Linked DNA regions of Ovis aries: region 2 is linked to region 1. Evidence: chromatin contacts called from public Hi-C data. All regions are on one chromosome and are shown on one strand. The core of a region is the stretch at or near the end of the contact, and the rest is flanking DNA. Distances in the headings are between cores, read along the strand shown.

What was found. Hi-C and Micro-C count contacts between places; a contact is called where the count stands out from the background.
Region 2: a Hi-C map of hypothalamus shows a contact between it and region 1, with 4 times the contacts expected there. The contact joins the promoter of JDP2 here to the enhancer-like site in region 1. A contact is called at or near these places in 6 of 16 Hi-C or Micro-C datasets (blood, hypothalamus, omental adipose tissue and 1 more).

The regions. Positions count from the first base shown.
Region 1 is chr7:84,606,535-84,613,941 of ARS-UI_Ramb_v3.0, forward strand. No RefSeq gene overlaps it. Among named protein-coding and RNA genes, the nearest start is that of FOS, 39 kb to the left of the region's middle. Within about 2 kb of position 4,102, at least 13 of the 54 cell types and tissues checked have an H3K27ac peak or open chromatin away from gene starts, as enhancers often do. A contact at or near this core is called in hypothalamus and tail adipose tissue, where this site is marked.
Region 2 is chr7:84,698,793-84,706,199 of ARS-UI_Ramb_v3.0, forward strand. It overlaps JDP2 (Jun dimerization protein 2), which reads left to right and starts at 3,036. Exons shown (of 5, transcript XM_042253081.1): 1 at 3,036-3,232.

The DNA.
Region 1 (7,407 bases), core at 2,852-5,351:
AAAAGCTCAGTTCAGCGCTGTGATGGGGGACCAGCTGAAAAGGGACAGAGGCTCCTGGTTTTAAAGCTGCATGGGGGCAGGATACTGAGTTCTTAAATCTGGAGAGACATCAGGATCCTGGTGTTCACAGTCTGAATCTGGCAAATAGAAGCTGGGATTTAGCCCTAAATCCTGCCCAGAGATTTACTGGAGGAGGAAGCCTGTGTCTGTCCTCCGGCTTTTTAAGTCAAGTGAGGGAGGTGCAGGAAAGCAGACTGGCTGTGCTCTTGTTTAAATGTTAATAGATTCGATTGAAACGCACAATCAGCATTCAGAGGGCCCACCATGGGCAAGCACCGTGTTCATGCCAGCGCATGTGAAAGGGAGACAGAGAGAGATGGTAGGACATACAGAGACAAGACTACAGGCTCCCTACCATTTGTAGGGGAGATAAGCCATGTTCCCAAGTAACACGTCGCATGGCACAATGGCGTGTGCATCCAATTTAGAACCAGACAGACCATGTTCAGATCCTGAAGCCCAATTCTGTTACTGAAGAATGTAGTTTTGTATTAGTGTTAGGTTATCGGAAGACTTAGTGAGGTGTGTAATTACATCAGGGACCTGGGTCCGTAGCTCCTGCGCTAAACATTCCATAACCAAATAAGGAGGTCAGTAGCTCCTGCGCTAAACATTCCATAACCAAATAAGGAGGTCAGCAGCTCCTGCGCTAAACATTCCATAACCAAATAAGGAGGTCAGTAGCTCCTGCGCTAAACATTCCATAACCAAATAAGGAGGTCAGTAGCTCCTGCGCTAAACATTCCATAACCAAATAAGAAAAAAATCTATAGGGAAGCAGCATCAGGGGAATGTATGAGCTCAGCTTCGCATGTAACCAATCAGGTAGTGCCAACTATGCCTGTTGCTGGACTAAGGGACAAACTGTATATAAACCGCCATACCTCTTTGTTCAGGGTCCAGCCGCATTCTGCTGTGTCGGAGAGGCTAGGACCCTGGCGCGCCAGAAATAAACTCCCTTTATGCCTTTTGCATTACTTTGGTGGACTTGTTCATTCGGTCGGGTAGGGGACACGGACACGGAGCATAACAATTAGGAGTGATACAAAGAGCAATGGGAACCAATGGGTAGGAGGTGGTAATTCTGAAAAAAGGAAATGTCTTGTCTTTGCTGTGTAATTTAAGAATATTCAACTCTGCTACAGAAAACTAGAGACGTTATGTATAGTAGTAAGTCGCCTATGAGTTATCTTAGACACAGAATAAACAGAATGTATATGTGTTGAATATAGATAAGATGATGAAAGAAATGAGAATGTTACTTATCAACAGAGGAATGAAAAGACTGGAGTGGGTTGCCATTTCCTTCTCCAGGGGATCTTTACAACCAGGGATCGAAATTGCATCTCTCGCATCTCCTGCACCGGCAGGTGGATTCTTGACCACTGGACCACCTGGGAAACCCACCAATGAAAAGACCAACTAAACCTTAGATATTTACAAGGCTTGGCTCATGTCTTCTCTAGATGGAAGCAGTGTTATTCCCAAGGTGGCTGTCCAACTGTGACACTCATTATGTCTAAGAAACATAGATAAAATCCCTAACTGCTCAGCAGATTAACTGGGGTGCTGCAGTGTGACCAGGGGTACCTGCCCCTGCATCTTCCCGACAGAGGCAGTTTGTGCCTTGGTTCCACATGCCGTCCTCCAGCTGATCCCCTTGGCTTGGCCTTACCTCTGAACCCTTAGCTGCACCATGAGTGGAGAAGGCTGCTATGGCAGAGAAAGGATGAGATATGTGAATGTGTGTTATCCAGGATTCAGGTAAGTGATCCTTCTACCTGCTGGCACTTATCCTAAGTGTGTTTCCCTGTCCCTTGCTTCTCACCGTGTTTTATATATTTATTTATTTTGGTTGCGCTGGGTCTTCGTTGCAGCCTATGGGCTCCTCATTGTGACATTCAGGCTTCTTTAGCTGTGGTACGTGGACTTAGCTGCCACACAGCATGTGGGATCTTAGTTCCCCGACCAGGGATCGAACTTGCATCCCCTGCACTGGAAGGCAGATTCTTAATCCCTAGACCACCAGGGAAGTCTGCTCACTGTGTTTTAAATTGACTAAATAAATTATGTGATTCAAGCATCTTAATTTGGTCTGCAAACCTTCCTGCCCTGTGACCTCTGAGTTTGCCTGCCTGGAGGTAAAATTGGTGGCTACCCTCTCCTCAAGGTAACTTCCCAGATGACAGGAGAGCCTCAGGTGAAGCTTTCTGGGAGCAAAGCCCTATCGAGGGATTCTTGTGGGAGTGATTTTCAAGGGGGTTCTCTCTATAGAAACGTCTCGGAGAAAGTGAGGAAAACAGGATAGGTGAAGGGAAAAGAGGCCAGGCAAAGATGAGGTTCTGCTGAGGCATAACAGGAGCTCTGGCGAGGGGCTGGCACTGCAGGCTTGCCCTCCCTGGAGACAGAGGGCCAGTCTTTTGTGCCTTGTACCAGGGGATGGGGTGCCAGCCTAGAAACAGGGAGGGGTCTGGGTAGGGCACCAGCAGCATCTGCTACAGGTGATCAGCCCAGGTGAGTCACAGGGCGAGGGAGGAGAGAACTTAGTCGGTTGAGAAAGCAGGGGGAGAATGGATTAGAAAGACAAAGTGCAGTGTGACTCGGAGGTTCTGAAAGCCAGAGCAAGAAGTTAAGACCTGATTCCCCGGGCAGGGAATCAGGAGCCACATGTGTGCTCTCGAGCGCATGTGTGGAGCAGAGCTTCGGAAGAGTCATACGGCGGTAGCATGTGTTGGGAGGAAGCTGACAGCAGAGCAAGCGGCTGGGCCTGGCTGGGCAGTCGTATAGGTGACTTGGAGCATCTTTCTTTCTCCTCTGTGGCCTTTGGATAGCTCTATATACTCAGAAGGCTACATCCCAGGGTCTAATCTTGCAGTCATCTCCCTGGCCTCAATTTTACAGAGTCTCTTAAGAATCAGGCTTGCCTGGAAGGAAAAGGAACTGGTAGCAAAAGCCCCAAGAGGTTGAGCCTTCCTAAGCCAGGTGGGTAAGGAGGGGAGAGCTACCTTGCTGAAGGCAATGCCTAGAGAAGGACATCTCACAGAAAGCTCTACCAGGCTGGCTGCAGAGGGCTGACTAATGCTGGGCTTGTACAAACCGGGCTGGCTTCAAGTGGGGTGACTTGATCTCTAAGTAATACAGGGCTTTTAAACCTTTGGCTTTTATCCAAGGCACTGCAGCCACCTAGGTCAGTGGCAGGCCAAAGATTCTTGGCCTCAGACCAAAAGTCACCCTCCATTCAATGATCCTTCCTCCCTGCAGAGGTCTGGACTATCCATCAAAGCCTTAAGGATAGTGGTTCTTAAACTCCAGCATGAGAAATACTACCTGGAGTGCTTTCTAAAAGCACAGATGTCTGGACTCACCCGCAGAAATTCGGATTCAGTAGGTCTGGGGCAGGGGTGAGGGATTTGCATTTTAAACAAGTATTCTGGTGACTTGGAACAGGTGGTCCAAGCATCATAATGGGGGATAGGGAAAACCCAGCATTCATTTGCTCAGGAAACACAACAGCCTTGTGAAGTAGGTAAAATTATTTTCATTATTTTCTGTTTATAGATGGATAAAGTGAAAGTGAAGTCGCGTAGTCGTGTCTGACTCTTTGCGACCCTGTGGACTGTAGCCCACCAGGCTCCTCCGTCCATGGGATTCTCCAGGCAAGAATACTGGAGTGGGTTGCCATTTTCTTCTCCAGGGGATCTTCCTGACCCAGGGATTGAACGCAGGTCTCCCACATTGTAGGCAGAGGCTTTAACCTCTGAGCCATCAATTAGGTTCAAAGGGTTTTACTAAACTGTTCAAGGACTCAGAACTAGTAAATGACAAAGATCAGGATTCCGATCTATGTGAGCTCTTGAAAAAGAGTAATAGGAGATCTAGCTGACTGCACACATATGCAGGCTTGCACGCTGATACCTCCCCATATAAGCTTATGTAGCCAGGCCAATGGTATCAGTTAGGAACAGGCTGGGGGTTGCTGCAGTGAGTGAGCCAGCAAGTTCATTTCTTGCTCACATTACATGGCCATTCAGACCAGCAGGGGGCTCTGTTCAATTCAGTCCCTTAGGGACACAGGCTGATGAAAACTCTGGCTTGACATGCGCTTCCACTAATACAGAGGCGAGGAGAGAGGACGCTGGCTCTTGAGCCATGCATTTCTGTCTGGAAGTGACATGGATGTCACCGCTGCTCAAATTTCATTGACCAGGCAAGTCCCACAGCCATGTCTGAGTTCATCAGGGTGTAGAAATGTAAGCAAGTGTGTAGCTCACCAGGCCAGCCTGCTCATCAGACCCTGATACTCCTTCTTTCTCATGTCTGTGCATCTCTGTGAACTGTCCTGGCCCTACTTCTTGGCCAGGCTAACTGGACTCAAGGGCCTAATTCTACAATTACCTGCCTCCAGCTCTGGGCAGCCTTTCCCAGCCTACCCAGGTTGGTTTATGTGCCCCAGTGTCCAGGTCCCCAGAGGGCTAAGAAATGGAATATTTCCTGCTGTATCAGTAAACAAAGATGTCACGGGCATCAGTGATTGCAGCCCTCTAACGTGAGCCTGTGAGCCCTAAGGGAATTCAGGAAGGAGGCGAATACCTGCAATCTGTTGTTGCTGTTGCTGTGTTGCTACAGCCGTGTCTTACCCTTTGGGACCGCAGGGATTGCAGCACTCCAGGCTCCTCTGTCCTACACTGTCTCTCAGAGTTTGCTCAAATTCTTGTCCGCTGAGTCAGTGATGCTGTCTAACCGTCTCATCCTCTGCTGCCCCTTTCTCCTTTTGCTTCCAATCTCTCCCAGCGTCACATTCTTTTGCAAGGAGTTGGCTCTTCACATCAAGTGGCCAAATAATTGGAACTTCAGCTTCAGCAACAGACCTTCCAATGAATATTCAGGATGGAGAAGGGAATGGCAATCCACTCCAGTATTCTTGCCTGGAGAATTCCATGGATAGAGAAGCCTGGCGGGCTACAGTCCGTGGGGTCGCAGAGTCGGACATGACTGAGTGACTAACACATACACAACCTTCTTTAAGAACAAACTGTCACATTCCATGTCACTTTCCACATGACTGCTGGAAAAACCATAGCTTTGACGATATGGACCTCTGTTGGTAAAGTGATATCTCTGCTTTTTAATATGCAGGTTTGTCTTAGCTTTTCTTCCAAGGAGCAAGCGTCTTTTAATTTCTTGGCTGCAGTCACCATCTGCAGTGATTTTGGTGCTCAAGAAAATAAAATCTGTCACTGTTTCCACTTTCCCCCATCTATTTGTCATGAAGTGATGGGACCAGATGACATGATCTTAGTTTTCTCAGTGTTGAGTTTCAGGTCATCTTTTTCACTCTCCTCTTTCACTCTCATCAAGAGGCTCTTTAGTTCCTCTTCATTTTCTGCCATTAGAGTGGTATCATCTGTATATTTGAGGTTGTTGATATTTCTCCCGACAATCTTCATTCCAGCTTGTGAGTCATCCTTCCCAGCATTTTGTACGATTTACTCTGCACGTAAGTTAAATAAGCAGGGCAACAATATACAGCCTGTCATACTCCTTTCCCAATTTTGAATCAGTCAGTTGTTCCATGTGCAGTTCTATTAATAACTGTTGCTTCTTGATTTGCATACATACAGGTTTCTCAGGAGGTGAGTAAGGTGGTCTGGTATTCCCATTTCTTTAAGAATTTTCCACACTTTGTTGTGATCCACACAGTCAAAGGGGGTTCCCTCATAGCTCAGTTGGTAAAGAATCCACCTGCAATGTGGGAGACCTGGGTTTGATCCCTGGGTTGGGAAGATCCCCTGGAGAAGGGGAAGGCTACCCACTCCAATATTCTAGCCTGGAGAATTCCATGGATTGTATAGTCCATGGGGGTCACAAAGAGTCAGACACGACTGAGGGGCTTTCACTACACACAGCCAAAAGTTTTAGCATAGTCAGTGAGCAGAAGTAGATGTTTTTCCAGAACTCCCTTGCTTTCTCCGTGATCTAATGGATATTGGCAATTTGATCTCTGCTTCTTCCTTTTCTAAACCCACATTGTACATCTGGAAGTTCTAGGTTCACAAACTGCCGAAGCCTAGCTCGAAGGATTTGAGCATAACCATGCTAGCATGTGAAAGGAGCACAAATGTATAGTAGTGTGAACATTCTTGGTATTGCCCTTCTTGGGGATTGGAATGAAAGCTGACCTTTTCCAGTCCTATGGTCACTGCTGAGTTCTCCAAATTTGCTGACATATTGAGTGCAGCACTTTGGTGGCATCATCTTTCATGATTTTAAACAGTTAGCTGAAATTCCATCACCTCCACTAGCTTTGTTCGTAGTGATGCTTCCTAAGGCCCACTTGACTTCACTCTCCAGGATGTCCGGCTCCAGATGTGTGATCACACCATTGTGGTTATCTGGGTCATGAAGACCTTTTTTGTATAGCTCTTCTGTGTATTCTTGCCACCTCTTCTTAATCTCTTCTGCTTCTGTTAGGTCCTTATTGTCCTTAGTTGTACTCATCCTTGCATCCTTGGAACTCTGCTTTCAGCTGAGTGTTGGGTATATGTTTCCCTTTCTCCCTTGCCTTTTGCTTTTCTTCTTTCCTTAGCTATCTGTAAAACCTCCTCTGATAACTACTTTACCTTCTTGCGTTTCTTTTTCTTTGGGATGGTTTTGGCCACTGCCTCCTGTACAATGTTATGAATCTCCATCCATAGTTCTTCAGGCACTCTGTTTATCAGAGCTAATCCTCTGAATCTATTTGTCACCTCCACTGTATAATCATAAGGAATTTGATTTAGGTCATACCTGAATGGCTTAGTGGTTTTCCCTACTTTCTTCAATACAAGCCTGAATTTTGCAATAATGAACTCATGATCTGAGCCAAAGTCAGCTCCCTGTCTTTTTTTTTTGCTGACTGTATAGAGCTTCTCTATCACTGGCTGCAAAGAACATCATCAATTTGATATAGGTGTTGACCATCTGGGGATGTCCATGTGTAGAGTCATTTTTTGGGTTGCTGGAAAAGGATATTTCCGATGACAAATGTGTTCCCTTGACAAAACTCCGTTAACCTTTGCCCTGCTTCATTTTTCACTCCAGGGCCAAACTTGCTGTTACTCCAGGTATCTCTTGACTTCCTACTTTTGCATTCCAATTTCCTATGATGAAAAGGATATCTTTTTTTGTTGTTAGTTCTAGAAGGTGTTGTAGGTCTTCATAGAACCGTTCAACTTCAGCTTCTTCGTCATTAGTGGTTGGGGCATAGACTTGGATTACTGTGATGTTGAATGGTTTGTCTTGAAAATGAACTGAGATTATTGTCTCTTTTGAGATTGCACCCAAGTACTGCATTTCAGACTCTTGTTG
Region 2 (7,407 bases), core at 1,786-4,285, 91 kb after region 1:
AATAAAGTTGTGTTAGTTGCAGGTATACAGCAAAGTGGTTCAGTTATACATGTATCTATTCTTTTTCAAATTCTTTTCCCTTTTAGGTTGTTATATAATGTTGAGCAGAGTTCCTTGTGATATATAGTAGGTCCCTCTGATTATTCACTTAAAATATAGCAATGTGTACACATCAATTCCAAATTCCCCAACTATCCCTCCCCGCTATGCACCCCCAACCATGTTTGTTCGCTAAGTCTGTGAGTCTGTTTCTTTTTATATACATATAAAATTTTATTTATCTATTTTTGGCTGTGTTGGGTCTTTGTTGCTACGCAACTTTTCTCTAGTTGTGGTGAGTGGGGCTACTCTTTGTCGTGGTGCGTAGGCTTCCCATTGCAGCGACTTCTCTTACTGTGGCTCTCAGGCTCCAGGACATGCAGGATCCAGTAGCTGCAGCCTGTGGGCTCAGGAGTTGTGATTCTCGGGCTTTGGAGCACAGGCTCAGTAGTGTGGTACATGGGCTCAGTTGCTCCACAGCATGTGTGATCCTCCCCGACCAGGGATTGGACCCGTTTCTCCTGCATTGGCAGGTGGATTCTTTACCTCTGAGCCACCAAGGAAGCCCAGGTATATTTCTTAAGCTGATTATTGTATGTTACCTTTGATTTTTTTTCAAAAGCACAGCAATCGAGATTTTTGAAATCTTCAATAAGTTAAAAAAAAAAAAGGAGTTTAAGGTTGAGCCAGCAAAGCCAAATTCACCCTGGCAGCTGCTAGTTTGCAATTTTTGGTCTGTACAGGTTGAGTAGAGAATGGAACAACAAATGAATGATTTTTCTATTGTGCAACCATCCTCTCTGAACTCCTACGTTGCTTATAGTCAGTGTCACTCAGTAGATTTTAGTTACTCTCAGTCTAGCAGTTTATTAGTGTTCATGTCATCCTTCCTAACTAGAGGGGAGGTAGGGACAGGTGAGGAATCATGTCTTAAACTTTGTGTAACTCACAGGCACAAAATATAATTTCAATAAATTCTCAGCATGAAGACTAGTTTAATTGGTTGTTTACTCTGAATTACCACTTCCTTCACTAACAGTGGAGGAACAGGTGTGGGCAATTAATTATTTTACCTTGCCGGTTCACTTTTTCCTGTTTGCAAAGAGGTTGGGATTCATCAGAGCTTCCCTGGTGGCTCAGACAGTAAAGAATCTGCCCGCAATGCAGGATACCCAGGGTTCGATCCCTGGGTCGGGAAGATGCCCTGGCGACGGGAGTGCTATCCACTTCAGTATTCTTGCCTGGAGAATTCCATGAACATAGGAGCCTGCCAGGCTACTGTCCTTGGGGTCCCAAAGAGTCGGACATGACTGAGCAACTAAGCACACACAGGCTGAGATTCATCACTGTCCTTTAAGTTTTAAAACACAATACCTAAATAAGTCAGAAAAGCAAAACAGAGTATATTAATCAGGACTTTTCTAGCTGCAAGGAATAGGAAACCTAAATTCAAACTGCCTTAGGTAAGATATAATGTACAGCTTTCTACAACTAAAAATGCCAGAGGCAGGAATAATGTCAGGTCTGGCTGCATTGAAGAACCCAGACAATGCCATCTGAACTTGATTTGTCTTGACCTCCACGGCTTGGTTATTCTCCTCTCTACTCTTCTTTGCATTAGCTTCACTCTCAGTAAATTCTCTTACATGGTAGCTTCTGGCAGATTCAGGTCCAACTTTTGGTAGCTTCTCTTCCCAGCAGGTCCACAAAATTGCTAGTCTCATCAGGCTCACCTGGGACACATGGCAGGCTCTGAGGCAATGCATTGACCAGGGCTGGATGTATTAACCAGGACTTTTTTAGTTGCAAGGAATAGGAAGCCTACATTTAAACTGCTTTAGCCTAGGTCACTTGTCCATCCCCAAGAGCCAGTGGTAGATCAGTTCCAACAGCAAGGCAAGGAGAAGCAGACCAACACAAACATAAATGGGCCAATTTATCGTCTCCCTCCAGAGACTTCCAGAGGCAATGACTATGCAGAAGAGCCTAGTAGGGGACCATGTGGCTGGAGGTCTTAAAATTTAAAAGCATCCATATCAAATAATGGAGGAGACCTAATGGATATTATAGGGAGATGGAAGGAGCTAAAGACCTCCAAGTTACCGCTCGGTGCCACCCCTGTAGTGCATTTTATTTGTGAATGAAGCAAAGGCCCAGTTGGCCTGCCAGTGGCCCAGTCAACCCTGGAGAGGACTGCTCTAACCACACACACTAATTATTAGTCCCACACATAGATCAGCATCATCGACTGAATGGACATGAGTTTGAGCAAACTCCCGGAGATAGGGAAGGACAGGGAAGCCTGGCATGCATGCTACAGTCCATGGGGCTGCAGAGTTGGACATGACTGAGCAACTGAACAACGCATAGATCAGTTTGTTTTTCCAAAGTCTCAGATGAAGATGCACAGAGTAACATTCTCCCTGTTCAGTGTTTTCTTCCATATAACTCCAGACTTCAGTCTCGGGGAAACAACGTAAGCTGGTTTCACAGTACCCAGCTTTGATCTTTATGCTATAGAAAAGGTACAGTTGACCTTTCTGGAGCTGAGAGTCATGTTCTTTCACAAGACTATCAAATTACCACTCATTTTCCATTGTACCTTCTTTCAGGGCCTTACTTTCTTTTTGCTTGCTAACTTCAATGCTTTGAGGGAGAGAGCTGTCATTGAAGGTGAAAATGGTCAGTATCATGGGGATTTGCTCTGTCTTTCCTGCCATAACACCAGTCCTCTAATCCAGAAATACTTTCCTGCACTGGGGCCATAAGGAGAATAGGACCTCACTGTCCTCCTGTGAAAGAGCTGCTCGCTAGGCTCTGCTCGCTTGCTCCCATCTGTCTCAAGGCTTGTTGTTTCTTTCACTCTGAGCATCTGCACTCCAAGAAGGCATGAACTTTTTCTTTCACTTCCTTTCTTCTGCGGGTGATGATCTGACATCACCCTGAGAAAGAGGCTGAAGGTCGCCGAATATAAACACTGTCACTCCTCTCTGGCTGAGGCAGAAAGGCAGAGGGTTGAGTGAGCGCCCAGAGGTCTGGAGGAAGGGGACAGAAACCACGAAGCCAAGGTCTTGGGCGCCACATGCGTGCTTGAGGGCTCAGGGTCTCTGTGCCTTTATACACTGAAGGCACCGGGGAGGACACATTTCCTCTGGAGTTGCCCTTAACCATCTGCCACTCTAGGAGGATGAAGGTAGGAGTACAGTTGGCAATGGAAGTTGTCATGGGGAAGAAGGCCATTTGGGGTGGGCTGAGGTCTGGGCTGCTCACAGGAGTGTCCCTGGGTGGAAAAGACTAGGGGGCAAACTGTGTGAGCCACTGGGAAAGGGAAAGGGGCTCAGGTTGCTGCCCAAGGAAGGCCGGTCTCTCCAAGTGAACCACCACCCTGGGGCTTAAGGACAGCTGAAGTGGCCAAGTGGGCTAGTGGGTCGGGGGGAGAAGCACCCAACAAACGCCTTGGTCCTCTGCCCATCCTTCTATAAAAAAATGAAACAGGCTTGCGAGATATTTCCTCACTCAGTGCTGAAGTGTCCAAGGATGAAAATGTGTTGAAATTCTCTCTCTCTCTCTCTCTCTCGGTTTGGGGGGGGAAAAAAGAGCTAAGGATTGAGGAAGATGGTTCAACACACGCTACGTCTGCTCTCCAAGGGGCTCTGGACTTGTCCTGCCGCCGCCTTCTCAGTTCTCCCGGCCAGAGCTCATGTCTCGCGGTGGAAGCCGGGCGGCGGTGCGCGGGGGATGCTCTTACATAATCGCCCGGCCGCGTCCTGCTTCCTCGCGCGCGCTCCTACACCGCGCGGGCTTGGAGAGCCTGGGGGGAGGCGGGGCGGGGGGGGAACGCGATGGAGCCGGGGCAGGCGCTGCGGGGCCGGAGCCGCCCCCCCGGGGGGAGATGAACGTGAGGAGCTGCGGGAGGAGGGCGCGAGAGGCGGCGGGGGAGGTGAAGGTCAGTGGGTGTGAAGCGCCCGATGCACACCGCCACCCCCCCCCCCCCGCCCCCGGTCCTCCCCTGTCCCCTCCTTCCCTTCCTCTCCGTCCCCCTCTGACGTCTGGAGCTGGCAGCCCGGCCGGTTCCGCATTCCCGACCCCTCCCCGCCGCCCAGGGGCCGCTATATAGCCGGGGCTGATGCAACCCGTCCCGCCGCCCGCCACAGCCTGCGGGAGGGACGCTCGGCGGCCGCGACGGAGGGGGGGCGCTGCAGCGGCGGCGGCGGCGGCGGCGGCTGGGCTGGCGCCGCGGCGGCTCCCGGGCCGGGACGGGCCTGGGCACCGGGCGGAGCTCGGCGGCCGGGCGGCAGCGGCGCTGAGCGGGCACGGCGCCTGCAGCAGGGCCCTGGCCCCGGGGGCGCCGCCTCCGCCCGCGGCTTCTGCACGGTGGGTGCGAGGGCGCGCGCGCCGGGGGGAGCCGGGCGGGAGGGCGGGGTGGGGCGCGCCGGGCGCGGGCACCTGGGACGGCCGCACACTCCACACCTCCCAGCGCGGGCGAGGCGCGCCGGAGCCCCCGGAACCCGAGCCCCTCGGGGAGGCTCCCGCAGCCTTGGGAGCCCGCGCGGCCCCGGCAAGGGGGGCGCTCTGCAGCCCGGACACGCTCCCGCTAAGCGCCCGCGAGTGGGTGGCTTTCTCTTTGGTTCCCGCCCTGGGACGGGAGGCTCCGTCCGCTCCCGGGACGGCCGAGGCTCTCTCTCTGCCTCCCTCCCGCGCTCTCCTCCCCCGTCCGTTTTGCAGGGAGGTGCTCTCGCGCGGCGGGGAAGGCGGGTGAGTGGGGAGAAGATTGCCCTGGGGTGGAGATGGAGGGTTGAAGGCCCGGGAGGTGCAAGGGTGCTGGTGGTGGAGGGATGACAGGGACCTGCTGGCAAGTCGTGCCCGCCCCTCCCCTTCTCAGGGAGGAAGCGCGGCTCCCTGAGGACCTGGAAGAGGGCGCTGACAAGGGCTGGCTCTCCGTACAATGAAGAGGGTTTTCCTCAGGGCTATTGCTCCGGGACTCCCCCTCTCGGAGAGGGGGTGGGGGTGTGTCTAGGGGCGGCCAAGTCCCTTTTGGGCTCCCACAACTGCCAAGCCAGGTTACATAAGGAGTCAAGCCGGCTGCGCTAGGTAACCAGCCCCTCCTCTCCTGCCCAGCCCAGTTTAGACGGTTCTCTCCTGCCTCGCCCCTCAAAAGAGCCTCAAAGGTTAGGACTTAACACGGCCTGGACCCCTAATCCCGGGGTTGCAGTTCCAAGTTTTGCCTGGGTCAGTGGTGGGGTCGGGGGTGGACAGGGAGGCCCTCTGCTCTTCGGCAGGGAGGATGGGCTGTCCTTGCAGCTGAAGATGGAGAGGCTGGTGGAAGAACTCGACTGATCCCTTGGGTCAGCTGGGAGGGCAAGGTTGCTTGACCCTTGCCCACTGTGCATGGCATCTAGGACTGACATCTAGGACACTGGGCTGTGGCCTGACCACACGTGCTCACAGCAGCTGGGTTCAGGTCAGCTTCTCAAAAAAGTTTGCAGGCTGGTGTGTGTTCCCACCTTTAAATCTCGGTGGACTGTCCTCAGGGTCTTGGTTTGGGGAACATGAGAAACTGGAGCTTGGAACTATGCTTGGGAGCCCGCTTGTCCTTTAAGACCTTGCAGAAAACTGTGTTCACATGTCATCTGCCTTCCCCCAGGGTTTTTAAAAACACCTCCCATTGCTTTCATCTTCCCTGCCAATCTGGCTGCAGTTTTGGATGGACGCCTTATCTTCCTTCACAGGTTTCTAGGGGAGAGTTTAGCCAAGTATCAGGTGTGAGCATGGCTCTGATTTTATATAAACCTGACAACCAGGGAAGAGAAGCACGATCTGTTCTCGTGCCTCGGGCTGGTTAAGATTTCTCCTTGTTTAAAACATGGAGAACTGATTTCTCAAAGACTCTCCTGTTCCCCTTCTACTCTGGCTTTGGTTCAGAGCTGTAGGTAGCCCCAGAATCTTCTTGAAGAGCTGGGTGCTGTGAGATTTGAAGGGCAGCTAGAAGGCATGAATTGGTTGAGATGGTAAAGAACCTGCCTGCAATGCAGGAGACCCAGGTTTGATCCCTGGGTCGGGAAGACCCCCTGGAGAAGGGAATGGCTACCCACTCCAGTATTCTTGCCTGGAGAATTCCATGGACAGAGGAGCCTGGCAGGCTACAGTCCATGAGTTTGCAAAGAGTCGGACACGACTGAGCAGCTAACACTTTCACTTTCACTCAGAAGGCATGGATGTAGAGGCTTCTGACTTTTCTCCTGGGTTGGTTGCAGCCACCTCAAAGGAGATGTGTTGATAACTGGTGACAGTGTTCCCCAAGGAAGAACTTGGACAAGAATCTCTCCATTCACTTGCTGCCTAGCTTTTGCAGCCACCAGCATCTGTCATTGCCTCTCCCACCTGTTTGCAGGATGTTTAGGCATCTTTTCCAACCTGCCAGACTCTTGGCAGAACCCTGAGATGGGCTAGGCTTTCTAGGCCTTGTTTGTCGTGGGGTTGCTGGTGTTGCAATGGGGCTGTCTCTGACACAAGTGTCTCTGTTTCCAGTTCTGCTCTGGAAAGAAGGGGCCAGTGCAGACTCTAGGTTGGCCTGCTCTGTATTCATTCAGGCCCAGCTCAACTTGAGGAGTCAGAGCCAGGGCTGAGGGCAAGCTACATTCTTTTCTGCTTTTCTGCGCAGGATGCAGTTTGCTTTTTTTCCATGTGAATGAATTATGTTGGAAACCGAAATAGGAAGAGAAAACTAGAGTGTATATGGGTATGTGTGTGTGCATACCTATATAGGCAGGGGGAAAGCAGCGGGCACATTATTTTTCCATTTTCCTTTAATTAAGGCTCTGTGGAGGTGTGTTTGAAAACAGAGGGTCTCCTATGCCTTTGAGGAGGGTGAGAACACTGTTTTGGCTGCGTCCCGGGCCATATGCAGCGTATGGTGGCCAATGAAACTGAGCCTGGCTCATTCTGTTGCTTGTCTTGGCAGTAGGTTCCGTGGCTTGTGTTACCAGCTCTGGAACTTACAGGCTGCCAAGCTCTGTATGCCTGTGTGTGTGTGTGTGTGTGCACACATATATCTGTGTGTGTGTGTGTACTCGCTCTTGTGCATGTGTGTGGTTTGGCCTCTCGAAACTCAGCAGAGACAAATGCCTTAGCGACCCAGGGTTGGAATTTTCGGCCTGTGTTTCTTTACACTCGTTGCTGGCTGTGGGAGGCCCGGCCAGAGCCCACCATTCTGGTTTTTTTTTTTCCTCTCTCTCTTTTTTTCAGTCTGTTTTCTTGCTCCTACTCATGGGATTCCATTTGTGGAGCTCAATTTCTAAAGCTTTAACTGGCCGATGGCATATTTTTTTAAAAAAGAGCCAGAGGATCGGTCACAGGCTGTGTGTGTGT